Regions from separate parts of the Mus musculus genome. Here region 1 is linked to region 2. A link is a contact called in public Hi-C data. All regions are on one chromosome and are shown on one strand. Each heading gives the region's core, a stretch centred on a gene start, on an enhancer-like site or on the middle of the called end of the contact. The rest is flanking DNA. Distances are from core to core; before and after follow the strand shown.

The links. A called contact is a pair of places that touch in the nucleus more often than the background predicts.
Region 1: a Hi-C map of the G1E-ER4 cell line shows a contact between it and region 2, with 2.9 times the contacts expected there. The contact joins the promoter of Myl12b here to the enhancer-like site in region 2. A contact is called at or near these places in 3 of 39 promoter capture datasets (embryonic stem cells and pre-B cells), 33 of 484 Hi-C or Micro-C datasets (B cells, CD4 T cells, the CH12 cell line and 22 more), 5 of 115 datasets of contacts at active chromatin or transcription factors (effector CD8 T cells, embryonic stem cells and epiblast stem cells) and 4 of 9 other capture datasets (adipose tissue, embryonic stem cells, liver and 1 more).

Annotation. Positions count from the first base shown.
Region 1 is chr17:70,988,558-70,992,555 of GRCm38.p6, forward strand. It overlaps Myl12b (myosin, light chain 12B, regulatory), which reads right to left and starts at 1,959. Exons shown (of 4, transcript NM_023402.2): 1 at 1,916-1,959.
Region 2 is chr17:70,916,275-70,919,907 of GRCm38.p6, forward strand. All of the region lies in intron 1 of Gm26510 (a long non-coding RNA gene), which reads right to left. The region is part of intron 1 of Gm52315 (a long non-coding RNA gene); the gene reads left to right. Among named protein-coding and RNA genes, the nearest start is that of Gm52315, 6.1 kb to the left of the region's middle. Within about 2 kb of position 2,252, at least 39 of the 459 cell types and tissues checked have an H3K27ac peak or open chromatin away from gene starts, as enhancers often do. A contact at or near this core is called in the G1E-ER4 cell line, where this site is marked.

The DNA.
Region 1 (3,998 bases), core at 709-3,208, 72 kb after region 2:
AAAACTTCAGCCACTGGCAAGGCTGCTGTGTTCCTGGAGCTGATGTGAAGTACGATGCCTGCCATGCTGAGGACACAGAACCAACCAAGAGGCGTCTTTAAGGTCTGTCTGGCCTCGCTTTCTCTTCCAAAGTCCAAGGACCTGACCATGGGGAGCACGCCTGTAAAGAATGTAATAGGCTACGGCTACATCCCTCTAATGCCTGGAAACAAGTCCAGAGGTGACACCACACCCAGAGCCCAAAGGGACTGTCCTGGATATCGTGTTTTTCAAGCCACTTTATTCCTCTGAACATCATGTAGTCTTTTTTTGGTTTGTTTGTTTGGTTTTTTCGAGACAGGGTTTCTCTATAGCCCTGGCTGTCCTGGAACTCACTTGTAGACCAAGCTGGCCTCGAACTCAGAAATCCGCCTGCCTCTGCCTCCCAAGTGCTGGGATTAAAGGTGTGCGCCACCACCGCCCGGCGGTAGCAAGCTTTGAGGCTCATTTGTTTACCTGTCCTCCTCCTTTGCACATAGTGAGTTCTGATACCCTTTTCTCCTGTGCTTGTGCCAGGTAAGGGGAACTTCAGAGGGAGGAAGGGAAACCTGCTTCGCCCGCCATGTTAAACTTGTCACAGAAGAATCAAAGACGCTGGTAACCGGGGCAGATGAAAGCCATCCCTACACAACTGTATCATTCAACCTTGGGGGAATGGGGATATCGGTCCCATCCCTGGCTTTCCTAACTTTGGCCAACCATTATCACCCAGGGATCTGTCCTTCATAAGCTGCAGCTCAGTGAACAGGTGCCTTTGTGTGTGTGTGTGTGTGTGTGTGTGTGTGTGTGTGAGAGAGAGAGAGACAGAGAGAGACAGAGAGAGAAACAGAGACAGAGAGACAGAGTGAGGAGCAAGTGGATAGAAAAACCCTGGTGGCATCATATGAATTCCTGAAGTGATGTTCCCAGGCAAATGACATCACCTCACTTAAGGGTTTATTGAAGGAGAAAATGCTGTGATATTTCTCTAACACACAGGACTACAGCCAAGCCATCTCTAGAACAAAAGCTGTCAACCCGATTCCCTAAACATCCTTTGTCGTGTTACTTCCTTGTCGTGGGTGACTCCCCAAATCCTCTTACGTAATTTTTCATTTCTCATCGAGTTTTCAGTACACCTCTAAAGAAAGAGGCCTACCTTGGCTAACTAACTACGTTATTTTATTGTATAGGGTCTCGCCTGGGGTCGTGTGTATCCAAGAGCCCTACCCTAACTACCTTCCTCTTTCCCAGCTAGTACTCAGTTATTGTTCTTCTCCCTTCCGGCTGACCACCCGCGCTTCTTGTGCACATAATACGATGCTCATCTTTTGAGCTTTTTGCTCGGTACCTCCTAGCAGAGATCCACCAGTTCATCTTGGATCCCTGGCTCAATATGTTCTCCATTCTTTCCAGCTTTCTTCGAATTGTCCTCTAACAATGAGCTAAATCTTTGCAAGACCTAAGACCCAGTAAGGATTTATGCAAATCAGCCCATTTTAGCATTTGCTAACCAGGAACTCTAGTACCAGTTCCTGGTTTCCTCTGGCAGGAACCATACACCAGCGGGCTTCTCCTCCCCCAACGCGTCTAGAACAGATGCACGCAGTTGCGCTAACACACAGCTTGGACCTGCAGCCTGCAGCCTGCAGCCGCGGCAGGTGCGGGCAGCCGGGCACCAGGTGTCAGTCATCGGATGTCGCAGGCCCAGTGCACACGGTCCCGGGGCCTCGTTCGGCCAGGGTTCGCCAGCACAGGAACCGCGTAGGGCCTCGAACCGAGCCACCTCCGCTCCACCAGCCGATGGTCCAGCCGCCCGCAGGCTCCAGGCGCGGTTGCGCAGCACTAGGGACAGATGCGGCCCGGGAGATGCCCCGCGGGGTCGAGAGCCACTCACCTGACCTGATGCTGCACACCCGAGAGGATCCGACCGGCGACTGCGACCAGCGGAGGTTGGGGCGGGACAGTGGCGGCGCCGCACTTCCGGCCCGGGGGCGGGGCGGAAGGAGCACCGGCGAGCCCGGCGCGACCAACCGTGGCAGGGGGTTGCTGCAAGCGTTTCGAAGACCCGGAGGACCCAGGCAGCCAGCGGCGGAAACTAGCCTGGCTGCACGACCCGACGAACTCAGCCCCTGTAGCCGCGAGTACATATTCCCCAGCTCACTGGCACGGCATCCTCCTGCCGCAGCCGCGCCGGCTTGCTGGTCTCCCCGGCTCCCAGCGCAAGTCCCGCGCCCCTTCCGCATTCCCGAGCCGAGGGCGGAGCGCCAGCGCTGGAATTTGACCCGGGTGGGCTGGGAGCCGCCCTGGTTTGGGGGTCCCCTGGCGCCTGCAGCGGGCAGCCCGAAGTTGCCTGATTTAGCAGAGGGCAGTTGGCCTGGTTAAACTGAGTTTTAGATAAACAATGCTCAAGAGAAGGAATGTAATCCGGAAGAGGGCGGCGGCTGAGCACTCTCCAGTGGGCTCCAGAAACGTTCTCGCTTATTTGAAATTGCACTCCAGCCAGTGGCCTTTACTTTCTCCCCGCCGGGAGGTCATATTCTAGAAGTCTGATCAGAAATTCCGTGTCAGACGGTGGTGGCGACACCTTTGATTCCAGCACTTAGAAGGCTGGGGCAGCATCTCTGTGAGCTGAAGGCCAGCCTGGTCTACAGAGCTTAGTTCCAGGACAGCCACGCTACACGTAGAAAACCACCTCCCTTCCTACCCCACTTCCAAAAGAAATTCCTCCAAGGCAGGAACACTATGGTCTCCAGCACTGAGTATCCGTGTACTTCACAGCAGTCCAGACAATACAAATACAACTTAGGGGCCAGCAAGATGGCTCAGCAGGTAAAAGTGCCTGTTAGCACGCATGACTGAGTTATTTTCTCAGGGCCCACAGAGAACAACCAATTCCTGTAATTTGTTCCTTGAGCCCCGTATGCAGGTACCAGGGAATGTGCAGCCTCCTCCCCAAACTAGTAGATAAAATGTAAAATAAGATAATAATCCTAATAAATTGAGGGTGGCTTTAAATATGCGCTTGAAAAAATCAGGGTCTGGGATTGCGTAGGTCAGAGGTGGAGAATAGGCGCCAGGTGGTACTGATGCTGTATCTTTGATCCTATTTGTCCTCAAAAATCATTGCTTAAATAATTATGTTTCTTATAAAGTTATGGCACTTTCAGGGTTTGTTACATAAGTCTACCACCACTTCCTAGATCCTCACCCTAGGCAATGTAAAATCAGTTAATGAGCAGGATGTGGTGGGCACAGGCCTTTAACCCTGGCATTCCAACGGGTAAACTTAACACAGCAAAAGTCCCTCTCAAAAACCCAGAGTGCGCACAGGGAGGTGGGTCAGTGGCTAAGAGTACTTGCTATGCAAACAAGAGGACTCAAGTTTGAAGTCCCAGCACTCATGTAAGGGCCAGGCTTCCCCTCTTTCCAGGGAACCACAAATCGGCTCCATACATAAACACCCCCCTCTCCCACATTTCCAATTTCTGTAGCAAACGAAGGAAGCGCTCCTATTTCAAATGAGGAAGATGACATTTTAAAACAACCTGGCCACATGAGGGCGGGCGCAGATCCACTTGGGTACCAGGTGGGGTTTGGTTAACCACACCCAGCTCCAGATAGACTAGACGCTGCTTTTTATCATAAAGGGACCATTATGAACAGCATGAATTCATTTTATAAATGAATAAATAGGTCAACAAAGAATAAGTAGCTTCGGGGACTGGAGAGATGGCTCAGCGGTTAAGAGCTCTAACTGCTCTTCCGAAGGTCCTGAGTTCAAATCCCAGCAACCACATGGTGGCTCACAACCATCCACAACGAGATCTGGCGCCCTCTTCTGGTCTGAAGACAGCTACAGTGTACTTACATATATTAAAAAAAAAAAAAAGTAGCTTTAAAGCCGTGCTGTAGCAAAACTGGGACTTGAAATGCTGAGAAAGGTCTCGCTGGGTGGTGGGTGGCAGCAGCTCAGGGCT
Region 2 (3,633 bases), core at 1,002-3,501:
CTTCTCCAGGGTATTTACAGCCTGAGAGAGACTGCTGCTTGGGAGACCTCCTGTGAAGACTAGCTCACCCCCTTCTGTGCTGCACCTGCAGCTGGTTCATCGGTTTCTCTGTCCATGTGTCTGTGTGTCTGTCCTTTCTTCGTTGCCAGTGCTCCCAACCAGGTTTCCAGAACCCAAACCACACAATTCACAAAAGGGGGATGGCGTTAGATTTCCCTCTTTATAAAATCGTGTCGTCTACAAACAGGATTAGTTAGCCACGTCTTTCCTATGCAGATGGCCTTTCGATCCTAATTCACTAACTAAACCCTTTGAGCCGTCTTAGGAAGGCCCTCCCCTGTCCTTCCTGGAAGCGATGCAACCATGGGATTGAGACCTTGCTTGCATGCAGTAGCCCTCAAACTAGCACCAACATGAAGGACTGGAATGACCAGGATTGGTTTCTATTGGTTCAGTCCTGCCAGAGTCAGCGGGTGACATTTTACAGACTTTGCCTAGTGTCTAAGGGAGCGGATGAGCGAGTCCCTGAGTAGAGTCCAGGCAGTACGCAGATCTGTGCACTTGAAAGGAAGAATGTGGAGGGAAAGAGAGATGTCCTTTCATTTAATGGAGATGACATGGCCGTGATTTAGTATGTGATATTTGTGGAAACAGTGCAACACATGACAAAGATTCCAGATTAAAACTGAAAACTCAAAGGAACAGGTTTTTAAAAACTATGTAGAACTCCTTAGAGTATTTATGGTAATGCAAAGTGCTGTATTATGTTCATGGATCCTTCAGCTAATAGAGGAATCGTTTTAGCTCTGGACAGTATATTTTGATTTTTTGCTATAGCTACTGATGGAATTCTATAGATTAAAGGATATATGTAGTAGTAGTAAATATTACTTTTTCCCTGATAGACCCAGGAAAAACAACAAAAAAGTCGGTGTAAATAAAGTGTGTAATGACTGTGCTAAGAGAGCGTGGAAGATGGAGGCTTTGTCTCTCCGAAGCAGATGGAAAGGGAGTGTCCTGTGGACGATGAGAGCAAGGCCGGCTGCCGACTTAGATTAATGGCACCCCAACACCCTGAAAGAACTCGCAGATGTGGTCACCGCACACAGAACTCAGAAAGAAGACAGAGATGAGCAAACAAGTTCCAGATTTCCCAGCCCGCCTTGCAGGGCTGTGCGCTGGAGAAGTCCAGTGACTGGCTTGAAGGGAAGATGAAAGGGAATTCCTTCGTGTTTATTCAAGAGCATGGTGGCTGTCAGGCATTATCACAAATTCTCCAAATCTGAGATCATTTGGTAACACATCCCTCATGGAACAGGCAAATGCCACAGTCATTTATCTGGTAACATCCTGGCGAATGCAGTACAGAGTCCTTTCTGTCCTGGTATTTATCTCACGAGACCAGTTTTAAAGGCACAGAGGGAGTAAAATTATCATAACAGAGCCAACTGCATCTACCTGTTAAGGAATACACACTCACGCACATGTGTACATGCGCGCGCACACACACGCACACGTGTGCACACACATGAACACATGTACATGCACACACACACATGCAGCTATTGTACTCCCTTATATTCATAGAAAATAAATAGAAATTGTCAGCTCCCATTCAATGTCAACTGTTCATTCACTTAAGGATCTTGCTGATACTGAGACAAAATGTCATGCATTGTGGACTAGCAGGGGTAAGGTACCAAAACCTGGGGATTTCATATGACCAAAGGTAGTGGGAAGAAAGGAAAATCAGATTTCCCCCACGAAATGGCCCAGAGAAAGTAAACTGCAGAATCTCTGGACCCTGCTTAGACCGGGCTGGAAAGTTTAGCATACACTTTCTTACTCCTTTGCCACTGAACATATGAACCTGCTGTGTCGTGACTCAAGAGAGTTAGTTAATCTTCTCCCAGAAGGCTTGAGAGTGAAGAACCGGAGGCAAAGGGTTTTGAACAATCGCTCCTTGGGCGGGTTTGGCCAAATGATGAATGTCAGTGTTTCTCTCTCTGTCTCTCAAGTGTCTGTGTGTGTGTGTGTCTTTTAATAAAACTCAGCCCTGTTGTTTTATGGTTGGACAACTGAAGCTACTTTGTCTCGTAGCTGAAACTCAAGAAACGCTGACATACGTTCTCATTTCTGAGTTATAAAATTTCTGTGGCCCACAAAATCCCTTGAGGGGTTGTCAAGGCAAAGGAACAGGAAGAGCCCTGCCTAGTCACATGCCAGGAATCTGACCCTCAGAAAAATGTCTGGGGCCAGGAGGAAACACAAGGCTGAACTGGGTGGCCCCAAATCCCTCCGGCTCACCCTTCAGGGCAGACACATACAGGTGTGCGATGGAGGGAACACATAAGACATCTCATTGTCTCCATTAGAGCAACGTGGATGCTACGATGGAAAGCTTCAGTCTTGTTTCATCTTGTTGCTCAGGCACGCGCAACCCTCCCCACGCCACCCTCTTGTCCGCAGTTCTCTTTCAATGATGCTGCCAAAATAGGAAAAATGTGAGCACATCTTGTCAGGATCTGAGTTCAGAGGAAGACAGAAGAGCGTGACATAATCAGGGAGTCCGGCATAGCAAAGCCTCAACTCTTTCTGCTCACTCCTGCCAGCCGTCCTTACACACTTCCACGGTTGTTATAACCAGGGGAGGAAACAACAAAGCCCACCCCTCTGCACAGACCGCTTCTTCACTGGCTTCCATCTCTCTTCTTTGCATATGTGCAGTGCCAGAGATGACAGCAGAGCTTTGTGCACACCCCACACTGAGTCACATTCCTGTCCCCAGGCTTCCTCCAACTTTGGTGAAACTATACTACTAAGAGTCTTTTCTTTATGAGCTGGGAGGAGGGTTGCCAGATAAAACACAGGATGGCATGTTAAATTTCAATGGGATAACAACAGGGACATTCTTTTAAAAAAAAAAATGTATTCATTGTTCACTCCAAATTCAAGTTCTACTGCTGACCTGTCTGCTGGCAGCCCTCGTGGGAGAAGGTCCAGCCCAGATCCCCTAAAAAATAAGCTTGACCCTTCTCTGGCCTTGTTATTGGTGATACTCTGTGTGTATGTGGTATGTATTTTGTGATATGTGTGTTTCTGCATGTATGCATAGTATATGTTTCTATATGGCATGTGTTTTGTGGTATATGTATATGATATGTAAATGTGCATATTGCATGTATTTTGTGGTATGTATGTATATGTTTTGTGTTATATGTGTGTTTGTGTATGTGTGTATAGTATACGTGTGTCTACATGGCATGTGTTTTGTGGTATGTGTGTGTGTGGTATGTGTTTGTTATGTGTGTATATATGGCATGTGTTTTGTGGTATATGTATATGATATGTAAATGTGCATATTGCATGTATTTTGTGGCATGTATGTATATGTTTTGTGTTATATGTGTGTTTGTGTATGTGTGTATAGTATACATGTGTCTACATGGCATGTGTTTTGTGGTATGTGTGTGTGTGGTATGTGTTTGTTATGTGTGTATATATGGCACGTGTTTTGGGGTATGTGTGTGTGTGGTCTGTGTGTATATGTGAAGTGTGTGTGTGTTTATCTGTGTGTGTATGTAAAGCTGTATGAACATGGTGACTTCCTCTCTTCTCTGTCTTCGCCAAGTA